Regions from separate parts of the Gossypium hirsutum genome. Here region 1 is linked to region 2. Evidence: chromatin contacts called from public Hi-C data. All regions are on one chromosome and are shown on one strand. The core of a region is the stretch at or near the end of the contact, and the rest is flanking DNA. Distances in the headings are between cores, read along the strand shown. Region 1 holds the start of LOC107912132 (protein S-acyltransferase 8). Region 2 holds the start of LOC107910472 (type IV inositol polyphosphate 5-phosphatase 3).

Region 1 (2,999 bases), core at 252-2,751, 180 kb after region 2:
AAAAATTTTAAAAAATTGGTCCAAATAATTACATTATCTTTAATTATTTTTTTTATAAATTATTAAACTAACAATTTTTGCCAATTATTTTCATAGAAATTACTTATTTTCATTAAGTAGAACAATCAAATGAGAGATTAGCTCCTCAGTAAAATTTTATATAGAGATGGGTTGGATTAAATTATTATTAGGGAGATTGTGCCTAAGATTGAAACATTTTTCTACTTTCAGTTTTTTTTATTAATATCAAATTTGTGTAGAGACTCGACCAAGATAAATTATTAAGGCCCCATTCTCCTCTGCTTAATTGATAAGATTTTATATGCAAAAACACTTTTCCATCAAAAGCAATAAAGAACACACTTAATTTCGTACCAAATTTTTAACTTATTGCAGGTGCTTTTGAGCATATAAAAAGCAAAAAAATTTAGTTTTTTCAGTTAAAAAGTGCTTTTGGGCTGTTCTTTTACATTTTTAGCCACACACATTTGAGAAAGAAATAAGGCTGGTTCTTCTCTGCTAGTGTTGGTGTTCCCCACGGCTACTTTTTTTCCTCCAAATTTTGTTCTCTGCTGGTGCTGTTGTTCCTCTGCTTGCTGGTTCTTTGTTCCTCTACTGGTTCTAATTAAATTTAGTAAATAATTAATATTAATTACTTAGAAATATTTAAAATTAATATTATATATTAAAATATTAACAATAAGTTATAATAAATTATTTTTTATATTTTTACTAAAATATCATAATACTAACTAATTTGAACATTATTTAAATGCATATTTGTTACTTTATAATATCATGTCTAAAATGGACATTTTATTCTTCAAAAATACTTTTTGACAGTAATACCAAATATTCAAATTTTTTAAAAGCACTTCTCCACAACACTTTTCAAAAGCAAAGAAGAACTGATCCTAAGGGAGAAAACGAGAAAACAAGCGAAATGTATATCAAAAGTCGGAATATCTATATAAAAGATTTTCAAAATGTGTAAAGTAGATGAATAAAATTTACAATTAAACCACAATATTAGCAAGGGCAACAAAATCTAGTACACTAAGGTTCCATTTGGTGCACATTGGATCTCCTCTGCAAGCCGGCAGAAAACTCCGTCGTGGGTTATAATTTTTCTTTTTAAAATCTTGTAATATTTAAAGACTTTTTTTGTCTGTGTTGAAATTTGAAATTTAATTTAAGTTTTTAATTTTATATATACAATAATTAAATATTTTCAAATAACTTAATAAAAAACGAAATATTTGTTGCAGTAAATATTTGGGCAAAACGCAGTAATTTAGCACTAGATTCTTCCTTTACAGTTTTCGATGACTTCAATAAATAAAAGGAAAGAAAGAAAGAAAATTCCTGGTATACTTGCCCCAATAAGATGACGCCACCTCATCTTGGCCACTCAGAGCTGGACAATTCTAACCCCAAAAAGTTCACTTTCAATTCGAAAAAGATGATAAAACGACGCAACATCAGCCAACACTCACAGGGTTTGCAAAATAAATTTAGTTGTATTTTAAAATTAAAACATTATTATATAGAATTAATTTATTTTATTTTTCTTTGTTATTAAATACCTAAAAGTAAGAGGGTTCAACACAGGCGTTTTGCGGATTCAATCATCACCCAATTGAGTACGATTCTTTCAGTGTGTGCTTGTGAAGGTTATCGCGAGGAGAGGTTTTTGGGATTTTCTGTCTTTTTTTTTCAAAAATAGAAATATATATATATTTTTTTAAATGAACTGAAACTCCCGCACAAGTTTCAAATCCTCCCAACTCAGTTCAAGCCTAGTTCAATAAAGCTACAGTAGGGAAGAAGAGGCTTTGAAGTTTCTCTAATGGAAAAGAGAGTGTATGAAGTTTGGAAAGGAAGTAATGTAAGGATGTTCAGTGTTTTTTTTTTCAACTTTTGTCGATTTTTTATTGAAATGCACGGTTTTTGGTATCTGGGTATTTGTTAGATTTGTTTGGTTTGTAGAAAAATGAGTTAGTTTTAATTTGGTTTAGTTATTAGTAGGGTTTTTAGGTTTTGGGTTTTTTTAATCAGTTGACAATTCTTTCTAGTTTTTTTTCCTGCTAGTTGGATTTTTGGTGCTATGAATTAATGATAATGCGAAAATGGGGAAAGCATGGAGAAAATAGTGAACTCTTTACTTTTCTGGGGGGCTGTTTTTGACTGTTTGTTTTGCATTTATGAAGTTAGGCAAAGAGCTTGGTTAATGTTAGTGAAGCATTTGTTATTTACTCTTTATGACCAAATGGAGGAAAATCTTTGGCTTTGAATAACAGTCAGTTATGGATTGTTGACTAGAGGTATGGAATATAGCCTTACAGTTTTTAGGTTGAGTTGGTGTGCTTTTATGCCGAATTACTTTGGGGAAAGTAGACTGAATCCATGCTTGATACATGGTTGGTTCTAATGTATTTTTGCATTGAAGGGTGCCATGTGTGTTTTGTATCAGTCGTGAGAACTCTAGCACTACTTTTATGTGTTATTAAGGGTTTGAACCTCATCTCCCAATGTTTTGAGAGAAATGGCATCGATGAAGTAAGTATAATTATAATGTTACTAAGTTCTTGTAAATGTGGAAGACCAAATGAGACAGGTTCTCTTCTGTTCTAATTAACTTCTCCCTAATTTGAAACCTTAATAATCAAGCTGTTGCTTTTCCAAGTTTGGTGACTGCTTGGATATACTTGTTACTTTATTAGTGCAGCGATCTCTAGATCAAAAGGAATGCTTTTGTGCAGGAACCAGTGCAAAAGTATTGTTTAATGGTAGAAGGAGGAGTAATGTGGTTCTAGTTTGTGATCAATTTTTGAGAGGAATGACTACATTTGTTGGAAGTTACGGGTCAGATTTTCAGTCCCTAGCACCCCTATCCTCCAGGAAAAACAAGATTAAAAAAAGTTGTGAAACTTTGTGTTGCACCTTTTCCAGAAGCCCCATGACCATAATTTTTTTGGTCTTTTAAGGAACTTGTATAT
Region 2 (2,979 bases), core at 69-2,568:
GAAATAATTTTGTTGTCTTTGTTAACACTGTTTTAATAATGAATAAATGCATTGTGGTTGTCAAAGAAAGGGTCTGGAAGTTTTCAGTTTCCATTCATTGCAAGCAACTGATGTAATTAATGTGTTCTCTTTGAAATTTGAAATGTGGGTTCCAAAATATTTTTAACCTCTCAAAATATCATTGCAAAATTATTATTATTTAAAAAAAAGTATATTTAACACGATATCTACAGTGACGTACGATTAAGACGTAATTGAGTTGAATCCAGCTAAAATTAAAGAGGTTCAAGCTTGGGGCGATTTATCACTGATTTTTTTTTAATTTGAGAATATATGATGTTATTTTAAAATTTACTCGTATATATTGTTTTTTAAAAGAGAACTAGAGTTTTTTTTATTGACGTGATAGTAAAAACGGATCTTGTAAGACGTATTTTTTATTTTTTTCTTTTAAAAATTTATCTTCCAGGACATATTTTTACTACCACAATAAAATTGTAAGCTATAGAAAAATAAACATAGAACCAACTATATAAATTATAAATTAATGTTGTTTCATGTTCTTCATTTTTTGTGTTTAATTTTTTTATATATTTAAATAGATAAAATAATAATATATCAAGTAAATATCTTTAAATTTTTTTAATCAGAAACTATTCAAACCCACATTCTATAATTTTTTTAATTTATAAATACGTGAAGCATAAATTAAAAAAATATAAATTAAGAATTTACATATAATATATGTAAAACAAGAGTCGAATTTAATATTTTAAAAGCTTTCAAGACTTTAATCTTGCTATTAATATAATGTGCCATTAATTATTATTTTATTTTTTAAAATTATTGTTAATAATAATTTTATTTTGTTTTTATCTTTTATTTTATTTTATGTTTTTAATATTTTATGTAAATATATGCTAAATACTTTAATATTAACTTAATTATAAGATCAAATTTGTAATGAATTCTTTTTCTTTATTTGTATATTTTTATATATATATTGACAATGTTATTGGTTGAGTTGATGTTACTAGTTAATCAAGATTGATGATAATATCATGATAAATATTTATAGTGTATTTAATATTTTTAATTTGAAATATTTATGTATTTAAAATTTATTTTACTCATTATTTCATATAATTTTTTATTTTAATATAGTACATATTGCATATATTATTACTAATTAATTTTAAAATATATGTTTAATTATTTATTATATCTTATTTTTATAAGAAGAATTTTTTATTTTTTATTTATAAAAAAAATAAATACGGATATATAAAAAAAAATTGAATGGAGATCAGCTTACAGCCGCTACTAAGTGTTTGCAACATGCATAAATGACAGATCTGCCAAAGAAGAACCAAACAATTTTGCTCTTTGAATAAACCAAATACGAAGAGAAAGTAAAACGCTCTGCTTCTCGCTGCAGAGAAAAAGGAAAAAAAATCCAATATTTTTCCCCTTTCCCCAGAAACTTAAGGAAACTTCAAACTTGCCTCTTTTAGGGAGCAAGTGCTAAGCAGATCAAGTTTCATTTTCTCGGAAATTTCAGTTTTTCCTTTTCTGTTTCTTCTACAGAAGCAAAGTTGATTCAGTCATCAAGCAAAACAGGTATGAATCTCTTCGATTCTTTATTTTCATTTTTCTTAACATTTGATTCACTCATTACATAGCAGTCACACACTGCTTGTTCTTCTGCAAATGAAATCTAACATTGTATTTCAAATGTATATATATATTTATATATACGTATATAAATGGAGGAAAAGATACTTATGTAGGAGACGGCTATACTGTTGATTAATTTTCAAGAGAGATTAATTAAGTTGATTTTCAATTTTAAAAAAAATTAAATCGATCAAACTGACCGATTCCACACCCACAATATTAGTTTACACCGTCACGAATCAAAGACTACAAAATTCAAATTCATAATATTTTTTTATTATGTGTTGGAAAAAAGAGAGATTATTTTGAAAAAAAAATAAGTGTTAAAAGAAAAAAAAAGGAAATAGATCGATAGTTGAGCATTATTGACATCTCCACTATGACATGTTTACTTAAAACTGATTTTTTTATTCTTAATTTTGAAAATCAAAAGGAATTGAATCAGTAAAAATTGATATTATATATTTAATTTTCTTTAACACTTAAAATTATTTTATTAAACAAAAAATATACTTGTTTTATAACAGGAAAGGATAAGAAGTACATAATATCAAAGTATTTTATCATTCGTTACAAAAAAAAGAAGAAAAAGAGAGTAGTTTGTCGTTACACTATAACCGCGGATGATTCCAGAAACAGTCATTTGCTAATTAAATTTTTTTTTTTGGTATAAGCTTAAAACCTATCCAATTGGATTGAGAGAATTTGAAATTTTGACAGATTTGACACCTAAAGTTTTAGTAGTAATAATCAGTTGAAAGCCGGCCAGCTCACTACTTTTATTTTCCCACCAAAGGTAGTTACTGCTGACCTTCCCCTATTGCTTTTCATTTATTTTCCCTCTTCCTATTTCCGGTTGACTTTGGCTTCCATTGTTGTTTTTTTTTTGTTCATCTTCTTCTTTCTTCATTTCTTTACTTATTTTTTGGATACACAGCCATGAGACAAGGTTCAAAACACCATTCAGAGGTATTTTTTTCTTTATCTTTGGCTCTTTTTTTTTTAATATGGGATATCTAAGAGAGGATTTACAGAGAAGTTGGGCTGAAATCTGCTGTTTTTGTTGCTTCTGCATACAGCACTTTTGGCCAAGTGCTTTCATGCGGAAATTGCTGAACATCACTCCCAGAGGCTCCGATTACAGCGCTGATACTGAAGAAGAAGATGACGTTGGTTCTGATTCTGAAACCGAAGGTAACTTTCATCGTTTTCTTCAAAATTTGGATTTTCCACAGTTTTTTTTAAAAAAGGAAACAGTTTGCGAGGCAGAAAAATTAAATTGTATATTTTAAAGATAGCACC

What was found. A called contact is a pair of places that touch in the nucleus more often than the background predicts.
Region 1: a contact with region 2 is called in a Hi-C map of leaf, with 1.8 times the contacts expected there. The contact joins the promoter of LOC107912132 here to the promoter of LOC107910472 in region 2. A contact is called at or near these places in 2 of 34 Hi-C or Micro-C datasets (leaf and petal).

The regions. Positions count from the first base shown.
Region 1 is chrD02:10,026,320-10,029,318 of Gossypium_hirsutum_v2.1, forward strand. LOC107912132 (protein S-acyltransferase 8) reads left to right here and starts at 1,502. Exons shown (of 6, transcript XM_016840232.2): 1 at 1,502-1,888. The coding sequence starts at 1,850.
Region 2 is chrD02:9,846,188-9,849,166 of Gossypium_hirsutum_v2.1, forward strand. LOC107910472 (type IV inositol polyphosphate 5-phosphatase 3) reads left to right here and starts at 1,319. Exons shown (of 13, transcript XM_041088408.1): 1 at 1,319-1,620; 2 at 2,398-2,473; 3 at 2,615-2,646; 4 at 2,757-2,871. The coding sequence starts at 2,617.